Linked DNA regions of Mus musculus: regions 2, 3 and 4 are each linked to region 1. The links are chromatin contacts, called in public Hi-C, Micro-C and promoter capture Hi-C maps. All regions are on one chromosome and are shown on one strand. Each heading gives the region's core, a stretch centred on a gene start, on an enhancer-like site or on the middle of the called end of the contact. The rest is flanking DNA. Distances are from core to core; before and after follow the strand shown. Region 1 holds the start of Mid2 (midline 2). Region 2 overlaps Frmpd3 (FERM and PDZ domain containing 3). Region 3 holds the start of Prps1 (phosphoribosyl pyrophosphate synthetase 1). Region 4 holds the start of Tex13b (testis expressed 13B).

What was found. A called contact is a pair of places that touch in the nucleus more often than the background predicts. Capture Hi-C pulls out chosen DNA fragments and counts their contacts.
Region 2: a Micro-C map of muscle stem cells shows a contact between it and region 1, with 4 times the contacts expected there. The contact joins the enhancer-like site here to the promoter of Mid2 in region 1. A contact is called at or near these places in 4 of 39 promoter capture datasets (the C10 cell line, HPC-7-derived erythroid cells, neutrophils and 1 more), 1 of 484 Hi-C or Micro-C datasets (muscle stem cells) and 2 of 9 other capture datasets (adipose tissue and liver).
Region 3: a contact with region 1 is called in a promoter capture Hi-C map of adipose tissue. The contact joins the promoter of Prps1 here to the promoter of Mid2 in region 1. A contact is called at or near these places in 3 of 39 promoter capture datasets (hippocampal neurons, liver and neural stem cells), 1 of 484 Hi-C or Micro-C datasets (uterus), 1 of 115 datasets of contacts at active chromatin or transcription factors (bone marrow-derived macrophages) and 2 of 9 other capture datasets (adipose tissue and liver).
Region 4: a contact with region 1 is called in a Hi-C map of the N1E-115 cell line, with 5 times the contacts expected there. The contact joins the promoter of Tex13b here to the promoter of Mid2 in region 1. A contact is called at or near these places in 14 of 39 promoter capture datasets (the 3T3-L1 cell line, 3T3-L1-derived adipocytes, cranial neural crest and 9 more) and 2 of 484 Hi-C or Micro-C datasets (the N1E-115 cell line and epidermal suprabasal cells).

The regions. Positions count from the first base shown.
Region 1 is chrX:140,663,320-140,666,425 of GRCm38.p6, reverse strand. It overlaps Mid2 (midline 2), which reads right to left and starts at 1,470. Exons shown (of 10, transcript NM_001358366.1): 1 at 1,148-1,470. The coding sequence starts at 1,151.
Region 2 is chrX:140,429,420-140,432,525 of GRCm38.p6, reverse strand. Frmpd3 (FERM and PDZ domain containing 3) reads right to left here. Exons shown (of 15, transcript NM_001320946.1): 15 at 1-1,975. Among named protein-coding and RNA genes, the nearest start is that of Prps1, 26 kb to the left of the region's middle. Within about 2 kb of position 1,590, at least 17 of the 459 cell types and tissues checked have an H3K27ac peak or open chromatin away from gene starts, as enhancers often do. A contact at or near this core is called in muscle stem cells, where this site is marked.
Region 3 is chrX:140,454,978-140,458,083 of GRCm38.p6, reverse strand. Prps1 (phosphoribosyl pyrophosphate synthetase 1) reads right to left here and starts at 1,481. Exons shown (of 7, transcript NM_021463.4): 1 at 1,221-1,481. The coding sequence starts at 1,342.
Region 4 is chrX:140,811,812-140,814,917 of GRCm38.p6, reverse strand. Tex13b (testis expressed 13B) reads left to right here and starts at 1,485. Exons shown (of 4, transcript NM_031381.2): 1 at 1,485-1,546; 2 at 1,796-2,280. The coding sequence starts at 1,828.

The sequences.
Region 1 (3,106 bases), core at 221-2,720:
GTCCAATTCGAGAATCAGATTAATTAATCCCCACACAATAGTTGTGTACTATTACAGTTTCCAATGTCTTGCTTCATAAATACTCCTCCTTAGAGACAGACACACAACTAATGCCATTCAGCAGCCCCACCCTCCAAAATCTTCAAAAAAAATCAAAGTGATTGAAAAGCAAGAAGCCGCATTGCACAGGTTGACAGAGAAAAGCTGAGAGTGCAGGAACTCTGGTGGGAGATGTGGGGGCTTGAATAGAGACAGTACCTAAGGAGTGTGGAAGAGTGGGGAAAGTGAAGAGTCCAACAATCCCTGGATCCTAATTTCCTCCTCTAAATCGAAATGCCTCCTAAATAAATAAATACTATGCTGCACGTGAAGTGCGAAACAACCCAAGCCAGCTCATAACCAGTAATGTTCCAGTAATTTTTATGAGCCCGGAATGGAAAAGGCTCCCCTGTCCCTGCTTCAGTCGCAGTGTGTCCTATGGACACACTCAAGTTTTTCCCTCTCCACCCCCCCCCCCCCCACGGGGCTGCTTTCACAGCTAGGCCAGAAATAAAGAACCACCCAGACAGAGACCTGAAGATCGTTTCCCCAGCAGGGAGGAAAAGGGGAGGGAGAATTAAGTTTCTCCCGGGGTTCCCGCTCGCAGGGTGTCCACAGAATCTCAGGCTGCTGCGCCAGCACCACTGAGCCAACCGCCGACCTCGGGGCGCCGCCCGGGCCGAGGACGCCGTGGATTTCGGGAGCGTGGGAAGGCGGCTGCGCCCTTTCCCAGACTTGCGCCTAGGCGCCACGAGAGCTGAGCCGCTCCACTGCTTTCTCCCTGCTCGGCCTGGCCAAGCGGGAGGCCTCGGGCCGGTCCCCAGCCTGGGATCTAGGAGTGCAAACTCCTTCCCAGGAGGGCAGCGGCAGGAGCTCGGGTCACAACAGTGTGACAGACAACCGGGGCCCTGCCATTGCCGCCAGGACCCCGTCTCCCCCCTCTTGCCGCCCCCCCCCCCAAGCCCAAGTGTCCTCGGCCAGTTCCAGCCCCGGCGGCACCTGAAGAGCAGCAGGAGCCAGCCAGGGCCAAGCCCGGCGCGGGCGGCGACACTAGCCACCCCACCACCACCACCATCCCCCCGGGCCTCGGCGAGGGGACGCGTTTTACCCATATTGTTCCCGGGTGCCAGCCATCTCCTACGCGCGCCGGGGAGCGCCGGGCGCTCGCCGGCCTCCGCAGCAAGCTGGCTCGGGCTCCCGTGCAAGCTCCCGGGCCGCTGTCGCTGCTGCCGCCGCCGCCGCCGCCACCACCACTCTAGGCCGCCGCCCGCCTTCGCCGCTGCGGCCGCCGCCGCCGCCGCGCAACAGCCGGGATCCGCCAGCCCGCGCGCCCCACGGGGGACAGCACGGAGACCGCGACGTTCCCGCGTCTAGGTCTCCCGGGCTAAACTTAAAGAGTTTTCGCCTCTCGGTCCAGAGGCAGCACCATGACACCACCGCAGCACCACACTGTCATTTCCGCCGCAGCAGAGGGAAAAAAAAGGCAATCCCTTCGAAAGGAGGGTGGAGTGGGGGCAAGCAGAGCCGAGGCTGACACCCTACGGGAGCACGGGGAGGGGCCGGGCAGAAGGGGCGCTGGGCCACCTTCCTAGGCTCACCTTCCGCCGCCCCCGCCACTCCCAACTCCCCGTGCCCCTCCTCTGGAGGCGCGCTTACATGTTTTCTCCCCTGGCAGGAGTGACCAGAGAAACCCGAGCAAGCAAAGGCAGTGGGTGGGTGGGGTTCAGATTACTACTGTACCTACCAGCTGATTCCAGCAGCCTTTTCTCCAGCACCCTGTCATCTTGATGGAAGACACAGGGAGAAGGGGCCTGAGCAGGCGCGCACGAGCGTGTGTGTGTGTGTGTGTGTGTGTGTGTGTGTGTGTGTGTGTGTGTTTGCGCGTCCACGACCGGGTGGTGTGTGTGAAGCGCAGAAGGAAGACTGTGGCCAAACTCTTCACCCACCTACCTCCCTTCTACATCCACAAACCCCCAGATGAGAGCAAGGAGAAGGCTGTTGCACTCGCCAATGAAAAGAGTGTGCCTGGATCCTCCTCACAGGTCCTACTGGTGAAGCTGTTGTATGCAAAGTTAACTAGAGAGTAAAACAAAAATAGTGGAGGAGACAGAGAAGGGCAGACAATTGAAGGAAACCCAACCCCTTTTTCTTTTGACAAAGGGAGAATGGCAATGTTCTATTGGACTTGGGCACAAGTTGTTCAGGTGGATTAAAGCCACTAAAAGTGTATGGGGTAAGGTTTCTTTTGCACCTTCAGATCCTTGACCAATACAAAAGGGTCACTGCCAAGAGGACAATGAGGCAGATGCTAGCCATCCAGAATACAATGTCCCTAATAAGATCCATTTGGAAGCCAGGAGCCTCCCATTGGTCTGGATACAGCCTGTCTTTTAACCTATCACTGGCTCAAAGACTACCACCTCCCCCCAACACACACACACACACACACACACACACACACACACACACACTTAAAAGGTAGATGAGAGAAGGAAGCCACCTCAGAGGATATTCTTTCTAGCTCCACTCAAAATGAGGAAGGAATAAAGCAATCCGAAACAGCCCCTCTCACATGGGCCTCCCATTACTGTGCTTGGGAACAAATCCAGAAAAAAAAATGAAGGTAGATGGGTGTGTCTTATCAGGGAACCAATAGCAGTCAGCCAACAGCACTGTTAAACAAACCTGCTAGAGAACACTGGAGTGGAAATGAAGGGAAAAACCCAACCACATTACCTAAAAGGAAGTACAGCACCAAGAGATGTAAAAGTTAATGTGTCATATCCAAAGCACAGACAACAAGAGCAAAACCAAACAAATGAGACTACATAGCACCAACACCTACACAGCAGAGTACACAACCGACACATTGGGAATGGGAGAAAATGTTTTAAAACCATATATGCATGATAAGGACTTACTGTCTAGAATATGTGTTTTAAAAGGGGCAGAGAACTTAAATGGGTATTTTTCAAAAATAGAAAAATAGCAGATAATAAGATATTTAATGTGACTAATCATCAGGAAAATGGGAAATAAAACAGTGGAGATGTGTTGTATTTGGTTA
Region 2 (3,106 bases), core at 341-2,840, 230 kb after region 1:
AGCGAGACCGTGTCACCCTGGTCCAGCTCACTGATACTGTAGTGGCGCATCAGTTTCCTGTAGTTGGGATCTCCCAAACACTCACCCCCTGAGGCACACGTGGTCAGGCACGAAACCCCACTTTCAGGGTCTGACCGGCACTCACGGGACTCCAGACTGGTGGAGCGGATGCGTTGGACATTGATGGGACTATTAAGGCTCAAGCCTGGGCCAGCCTCGGGCTGCCTCTGGGTAGGGGGGACCCTCTCCCTCTCCCGGAGGCCAGGCGCTGGGGTCTGGGCAGCCTGTGGCCGTCCCCCTCGGCAGATACGCTTGCAGTCACAGCTGCGTCTCTGTTCGCGAGACATGCCAGGTCCCTGCTGCACAGGGCTACTGCGGAGCTGGCAGCTGCAGCGGCCAGGTGCTGGAGGTTGAAGATACTCTGTGCCTGGAAGTTCCCCCTGGCTTGGTGGCTTTAGAAGTTCCTCAAGGAACTCCAGTTCATACTGCTTTACCTTCTGCAGCTGGGCTTGTCGCTCATCTGTCTCTTTCTTCTGGCGGGTAGGGAAGGTGGCAGAAAATAAGTTGCGTAGTCTGAAAGGCCCTCGGGATGACTTGGGCTTTGTGGGGCCTTCAGAGGCTGAGTGGGCTCCATCCAGGGTTGTTTCGAGCTTTCTAGAGGGCATGGTGCTAACCTGCCGGCTGGTGGCCAGAGGCCTCAGGGGGCTCTGGCTTCTAGGTTGGCAGCTGGGGCTCTGGCCTCTGGATTGGCTGCTGGGGCTTGGCCCACGGGGCTGGCAGCTAGGGCTGTGGCTTCGGGGCTGGCAGCTTGGGCTCTGCAGAGCCATGGGATAGCCAGCTCGGGGAACCAAGCTGGTCTCTTCAAGCTTGCTGCTTTTGGATAAGCTCTCCAGCTGCCCTTTGTCCCCCTGGCCAGAAACTACGCTCTGCTTGTTTGGGGGAGGTTTAGCACCCTCTGGCCCACCCTTGCCTGCCACCTCCCCAGTAGCTTGCTTTCCCATGGAGTCTCGACTCACTCTGGATAGATAGCTCTTAGGAGGGAAGCTTTGAACAGGAAACCTGTCCTCCGGTGGGGAAAGGTGGAGGTTGTCAGCCCTGCTGCCCGTGGATGCTCGGGGGCTGGCAGAGACCTCGGGGCCCAGCTGCTGCTGAGAATTCCGTGTGGTCTCTGGAGCACCCGGGCTCATTTTAAACTTCAGATTCTTGCTGACACTGCTGCTCATCACGCTCACCTCTGGCCTGCTCATGGTGACCTCAGGCCTCCCCATGCTAGCCTCTAGCCTCCTCTCCCCCCTGTTGGACGGTGTTGCCAAGGCTGTGCCAGGAGTGGCTAGACTCTTACTGTGTACCACCTGCTGCAGGGCAGCTGAGATTATGGCTGGGGTCACGTTGCCTTTTGGGTCCAGGATAAGCTTAGGGCTCAGCCTGACTTCCTTGGGCAGGTTTTCCCTAAGCTCTGAGACCTGCTCTTCACTGAGGGATGGTGTGGCTGACCTCAGTGACATCTCTAGGCCGGCCCTACTGTGGCCTGGCCCTCTGTCCTCAGGAACTGGAGGAAGCAGGCTTAGATTCTTCTGCTCGCTAAGCTGTGGGGACAGCGCTGGGTGTACTGCCAAGGAGTATGGTCTGTCTCCCTGTACCTGGACTTCTGACTGAGGTATCTTTCTCCGAGCGCCAGTCGGGGCAGGACTCTGGCCAGTGACAGCTGGCTGGGGGGATGGGTTGGGATCTGGGGGCCCGAGCGCATAAGGGGCGGTGAGGACAGCCTGAGCGGCACAGCTCTGGATCCTGAAAGGCAGGTCCTTTCGGGCCAGGAGGCTGTCCTTGTTGAGGTGCTGGGCCAGGAAGTAGGTGGTGTTTTGGTGCTGCTTCATGGCCGACATCATCTCTGACATATCTGTGAGCTCTGAAGAGTTGGTTTCATGGCCCGAGTCCAGCGATGACTCAGGAGTGATTGTGGCCAGCACAATCAGACCTGGAAGAACAAGGATGGGGCTTGTTAGGACCTCGAAGTCTTTTCCAACGGGATCTAGAGTGTTCCTGGAGAAATGTTTAGGTATAACAGCAGTATTTCAAGCTGGGCGAAACCAGTCAAGCCTGAGAAGAAAAGCCTCCGAAGACACGACGTCTGAGGAGGAGGAGAAGCCAAGAAGAGCACACAAAGAGGAACAAGATGTGAGAAGGGGGTGTGAAAGGTTGGAGTCCAAAAAAGGAATGCCAAGAAAGAAGATCTGGGCGGTTTGGTGGGAAGTTAACATGTAAAACAACACGCCAATCAACCCCATTTTTAGATTCCACAGCTAGGAAATTTCTGTTAATTGTCCTGAAGAGAGCTGGCAACAAAAAAAAAAAAAAAAAAAAAAAAAAAAAAAAAAAAAAAAAAAAAAGAGGTGCCGTTTAGCCCTTCCTCATCTGGCCAGGCCTGTCTGTCTACAGTCCTTGCAGCTGAGGCTCTTCAGCTGCGCCTCTCCTCTGGCAGCCACCTGGGCCTTGGACCTGAAAACAATCAGTTTTGGAGCACCGGATGATGAGAGAGGACAGATGCCAGCCTGGGTTGGGGACAAACATGCAGCGGTTGCCCAGTGATAAGGCATCCCTTATGTACAGCGAAGACAGCCTTCCTTTGATCCCAGGCCCTTTTCCTGCTCTGTCTATACTTGACCCTGACTCACATGTTTGCAAATACTCTTTGTGCTTTTTTTATTGATTTTTGTCATTATTGTTGCTCTCTCTCACTTTCTTTCTCTCTCTGTGTGTGTTTGTGTGTCGATTTCATGGTTCTATTAATTAATAGATAACAGAAAGTTACTGATTACTGAGTTCTCACTGTGTGTGAGGTAATGCTTAAGTATTTTGTCTGAGTGATGTCATTTAATCTTCATGCTGTATGATGCGATGACTGTTACAAGACCAGTTTTGGATGACAATAGTGACCCACAGAAGAGAGTGTCTTGCTGAGTTGCACTGCCTGTGAGTGAAGGACTCTGGTGCCTCTGCCTAAGAGTTTATGTTTGGGGCTGGTGAGATGGCTCAGTGGTTAAGAACACTGACTGCGGGGGGCTGGTGAGATGGCTCAGTGGGTAAGAGCACCCGACTGCTCTTCTGA
Region 3 (3,106 bases), core at 232-2,731, 210 kb after region 1:
AAAAAGCATTATTGTTAGTGTTCTTGATTTCATCTACTACAGGAAAACAATACAGTGCTCTAGAGGATCCTGTATATAGCTGGAAGGGGGCACTAAAAGAAGCACGGTCCAATAGTGCATGTGGATGATGACTGGGGCTAAGACAGTTCTGTTAGCAATTTTTCGGAGACCGTCTCACTACATAGTCCTGACTAGTCTAGAGTTAACTATGCAGACTAGGCTTGCTTCAAACTTGCTTCTCCTGCTCTTGCCTAGTGGCATGCGACAGCACACCAGTGCTGGGCCACGAGTTTTATAGCAGAGCACCAAAAAGACGACATTCAAATTTCCCTTTGCTGTTTGAGCTAGCTCTTCCACTGCGTTATTATTTTGTCACTGAACACTCACGTGTAAGTCGTTCCCTAAATCCTCACGCATTTAACACTAAGAAGTGGCTACAATGGAGGAGGGGCGGAGTGCTTGTATTATTATGTCTGCCAGTAGCGGAATTGGAAACCGTCAAAAATTCGAATTCTACAACTAAGGTTTCCCTATTTTTTTGGGATGACTTAAGCTGAGATGTCGAAGATCAAGGATGTTGAGCTCAAAGCAACCACTTTACCCCATCTACTGAATTTAACTTAAGGGTGGTTTGATTCCTCGACAGACAGGATAGGAAAAGCCGACACCGTGCCAGTCTAAGGGAACGTGGTAACGTTTTCGCGCCCTCAGAACACAATGTTTCCCAAGACCAAACCAGAACGCTACCATTTCCAACCAAAAAGCTTTTCAAATCTAGGAAAAAGACCACGATGGGGCTCAGAACGCCATAGGTTCTCTGATGTACACCAGTCGACGCGCGGAAAGTGAACCGAATCCAATCTACTGGCTCCACAGTGAAGCGACAAGCCACGTGTCCCCATGCCCAAAGCTAAGCGCCCGTACACCTCCAGACATTCCAGGAGGCCATTACCCCCCGACATTAGATCCTCCATCCCCAACCCCCAAACGTAGCGGCCTCAGCTCCCATCTCCATCTTGGCTCCACCTAACCGCGCGCAGCGAGGATGAACGCGACCCTCTCGGGAGGTAAAATAACGGAACAACCCGCGAGGCAAGCTAACCTCTGCTGCCCCTTTCTGCCCATCCTCTGCTGCCAGGAAATCCCACGGCCGCTCCATCCCCCGAGTTGCCATGGCCTGGGCAGGTCAGGTACACTCAAGGTACCAATTGCGTCCTTACCAGGTCTCCTGGTTGCTGAATTTCTTAGTCACCACCTTGCCTAGCTCAAGGCCCAGGCGGTCAGCGATTTTCTGGGATAAGTCCTGGTGGGAGCTCCCGCTGAAGATTTTGATATTCGGCATCTTGGGTAACTACCTCAACGTGCTCAGTGGTCGCCGCCGCCGCCGCTGCCAACACGGGAACGGAAGTCAGCAGGCAGTCTGAACACCAACAGTACCGCGTTGCTACTCCGCCATCTTACATTCCCGCCCAGCGCGCGGCATTAAATTGCCCAGGGGGCGGGATTACAAAGGAAGTTCTCCACCCAGCCTTTTCTGATTGGTTGGACGGGTGTGAGGGGCGGAGTCTTCCGGTAATGTTGCCGCCCAACCACTCTCTGGTAATTTGTTCAGAGGCGTGAAACGGGTTAAATTAAAGCACTTTTTACATCACAAAGATAGCCACAACGCAGGCGCATCGCAGGCAAAGGGCTTGTTTACCAACTCTAAATACCAAGTGTACTTTCTACCTGGAAGGCAAGCCCTAGGGGAAAGTGACTGAAGGTGAGTCACCCTGGGACAATGCGAGAGAAAGTTAATGTTTTGTCCTTATCACTGGATTCTAGTTTGCTCAATTAGAGAAGGAGTGTGGCTTTCCCCAAATATCTGGGTGATAAAATTATGATTAGCTAAAGATTGGAAGAAGAAAAAGTAAAGTATTATCCATGAAGAACCCTGAAAGAATCAGCATAGTGTTTAAGTCTGCCACAATTACAAGGTAATCTGGCTAACCTAGCCTTTTACACACGCTAACTGGACCAGTGCAAACTTGTGCAAACTAGTGCAGACTCTGTTTTAACAGTATTCCAGACAGCCATGAATTAGATGTAAAGGAAGAGTCACACAATTTTAGAATAAAAAAAAAATCAGTACCAAGGTGGCATACACCTTTAATCCTAGTATTCTGGAGGAGGCAGGCAGGCAGATCTATGTCAGTTCTAAGCCAGACTGATGTACAAAGGGAGTTCAGGGCCACCAGAGATATATAGTGAGATCTTGTCTCAAAGCAGCAACAATCAACAAAACCAAAATCATGACTACCAGGTATGGTGGTACATGCTTATCATCTTAACACTAAGGAGACTTAGTCAGGGGGGATCATGAGTCCCAAGCTAGCCTCGTACACACAATGTGACTCTGAGCCAGGCGTGGTGGCTCACACCTTTAATTTCAGCACTCTGGAGGCAAAGTGAGATCCAGGACAGCCAAGGAGATACAGAGAAATCCTGTCTCTAGGATTAAAGGCATGCAGCATCACTGCCCAGCCAGGCTTTGACAGCTGGGCACATTGGAATTATCAGCACTTATGAATTGGGCTTATCTCTATGAGTTCGAAGCCAGTCTTGTCTAGTGAGTTCCAGAACAGCTAGAGCTACATAGAGAGCCCCCTGCTCTCTCTGTATTGTTGCTCTTAAAATTGTCCGGCAAGGAGCTAACCCAAACCACTTTGGGGACTGAAGAGATGGCTCAGCGGTTCAGAACAAGTATTGCTTTTGCAGATGACCCACATTTGGTTCTCAGCACCCACATCCAAGTGGCTCATAACTGCCTGTGATGTCTCTGCCCTCCAAGGGCATCTGTATTAATATGAAACATTGTGAAAAATAATTTTAAAAAATGAATCTTAGAAAAAGTGGGGCTGGAGAGATGACTTAGTGGTTAAGGGCACTAGCTGCTTTTTCAGAGGACCTGGTACTCCCATGACAGCTCACAACTGTGTGCATGCCAGTTCCAGAGGATCCCACAGTCTGACACAGACATATGTCAGGGCAAAACACCAATGCACATAAAATTAGAAAACAGTAATTTTTTTTTTAAAAAAAGAAGGTTTGTGAAGTATACTCTTAT
Region 4 (3,106 bases), core at 236-2,735, 150 kb before region 1:
GGGTGGGGGGATGGAGCAGATACCCAGGGGACAAGAGGAAGGAGGACATGCGGAAGGAGGAAGGGATTGTGGGAGGGGAAGATCTGGAGGGAAGGCAGTGACCAGGAGGTAAAGTGAATTTGAAAAAAAAATCCTCATCAGATTCCGGAGACGTTGGATGAGTAAAGTTGTATTCACTGTGAATTACCCAGTCTATGCTTCTTAAATAAAACCGGAAATTGACTAAGGAAAAGAGAGAGAGAGAGAGAGAGAGAGAGAGAGAGAGAGAGAGAATGTTCCTCTGTTCCTCGGCATAGACCCAGCTATGTTGGAGCTCACTCTGCAGACCAGACTAACCTCGAACTCAGAGACCCACCTGCCTCTGCCTCCCGAGTGTTGGAATTAATGGCGTGCGCCACTGTGCCTGGCGAAAGTTAGAGGTTTTTAATAATGCATGCATATCTATTTTCTTTATAACAAATGAAACCAGACAGAGAACTTTTAATTCACTCTCCCCTGACCACCATTTTCAGCCCACCTTCCCAAAATAACAAATGCATGGCATTTACACTCCCCTTCCTCATTTCTCTGATCAATCTGTCTGTCTGTCTATCTTTCTACCTATCTATGTTTATGGGTATTGTGTCTGCGTAAACGTCTCTATACCAGAAGAGGCCACTGGATCCCACAGGACTCCGGTGGCTTACAACTATCTAACTATACCGTTAGATAGTTGTAAGCCACTGGAGGAGTCAGGACTTGATCTCAGCACCTCTGCTTGAACGCGAGAATGGCCAGTGTTCCTAACTGTGGAGCCCTCTCGCCAGCCTCCTCACTGAGTATTTTAACAGACACAGAAGTCCGTCCGAGGTCCAGGTAGCATTGCTTCCTGCCCGATCTTGGAGAGCTTTGGTAGTGAATGGAAGACAGGAAAGGGACCCGTTTACGGAACTGCCAGATGGAGAGGGTGCTTGCGACACTGACTGTGGTGGGCATGTGAAGGTGGAAGGTGCTTTGTTCGGGGTAAAGAAATGTCCACAGATTACTATGGTGGACTATGGTAGAAGGGCTTACCCTGAGACTATGCCCTCTTCCTTGGGTACTGCCAGAAAATCCTGTGTGGCTGGAGTTTGAGCTCTGGAACATTCCGGCCATACAAACCGGGTACCCGCTGGGACAAACCACTATACTTGGGGGTATGTCTTTGGAAACTTGCTTTTAGATGGTTACAGATTTTTTTTATAGTTTCTTTTTTCTTTCTGTCTTCAATGGGTTTCAACAAATAGTTGTTTCTCATTTTTTGTTTGCTTTTTTTTCTGGTAATTAGATGTCGCTCCCTACACCTGACATCCTCTCACGCCCCCCGCCCCCCTTGCCAGTCCTGGAAGTTGGAACAGTCCAAGAGTAAACCTCGCGAGACTTTGAGACTTCCGATGAGACTTGGCCTTCGCGCGTTTTTTTTTTCCACGGCTGCAGTCGTCTTCTGTCTTCTTGGGTGAGAGGCAGTGCGGTCTTGTGTTCCTGTCACTTCTGTCGCCCTTTGGTTTCAGGACTGCTCATCTCACAGGTATGTTCGGCTTATGCTTTCTTTGGTCGCTAGCCTTCAGAGAGGTGAGGCCTGGTTTGGTTTTTTGGGGTTTTTTTTGGGGGGGGCTGGGGGAATCGTGGGAGGGACAGGTCCCGGGGAGATGGAAAGTCTCCCGAGGAACAAAGTGGCAGGCAGGTGACAGGGGAAGGGCGAGCTAAAGAACTGATGGGAGGCTGAAGTTCCCTCCGGGGGCTAACGAGGACCTACGGCAGCTTTTGTTCTTGCCAGGGCCAGCCAAGCCCCTAGAGCACTCAGCCATCATGAATTGCGAGGATGTCACCACCGGGTTCCGCCATGCCAGGGTGTTAATGTTCATCAACGAACAAATGGCCAAGCACTCCAGAGGCCCGGAGTTCTACCTCGAGAACCTGACCCTGTCCTGGGAGGAGGTGGAGGAAAAGCTCAATGTCCTCCTGGACGGTACCGAGGTGCCTCGGGATGTTCAGGAAGCCTGTGCCTGGAGCAGCCTGGCCCTGGGGGTTCGCTTCGCTTTCAGGCAGGGCCAGTTGCAGGGGCGCAGAGTGCAGTGGCTGCACGACTTCGCCAGCCTGCACAGGTCAGCGGCGCATGCCCTGGCATTGGACCTGAAGAAGCTCACCGACCAGCACGAGATAGAACGCAAGGAGGCGGCCTACCAGCTTCTTTTGGCCCACACTAAACTCGCAGAGGTGCAGAGAGAGCGAGACCTGATGAGACTGAAGCTACTACACGCAGTAAGATTACCTCCTAACCCAGTCTTATTTCCACCCCTACATCCGTAGCCCAGTCCGCCCCAACACCCATACCCCAGTCCACCCCAACACCCATATCCCAGTCCATGCCCACACCCATACCCCAGTCCACCCCAACACCCATACCCCAGTCCACGCCCACACCCATACCCCAGTCCACCCCAACACCCATAGCCCAGTCCACCCCAACACCCATACCCCAGTCCACCCCAACACCCATAGCCCAGTCCACGCCTACACCCATACCCCAGTCCACGCCCACACCCATACCCATACCCCAGTCCACCCCAACATTCATACCCCAGTCCACCCCAACACCCATACCCCAGTCCACCCCTACATCCATTCCAGGAATGTGTTTCAATTCTGCTCACTTCTCCCCAGGAGCTGAGGGCTGTTCCAGTTGCACAGATGCCAATCATGACTAGTGTCCCTGCAGCTGTTGTTCCTCCTGCTGTAGCTGCTGCTGCTGCTGCCGCCGCTGCCACTGCAGCCGCCGCTGCAGCTTCAGCTGCTGCCGCTGCTGGAGGAGCACAGACAGGGCCAGAGATACAAAATGCAGGAGAGAAAGAAGAGGTGACAGCTAGTCAAAGCGCAGAGTGTAAACCAGAGGAGATGGAAGGGGTTCAAGCCGTGGCTGCCACTAGGGCATCCACGTGGGCGATGGAAGAAAGCACCCCGGAGCATCTTGGAGCTATGCAGTGGAAAACTTATCCCCGGGGCTTAGAGGGGCAGGAGGAGGGGGAAGGCAAATCTATGGGAACACCCACATGTCCTGACTCCAAGCCATTGGGGTCCGGGTGCGGGT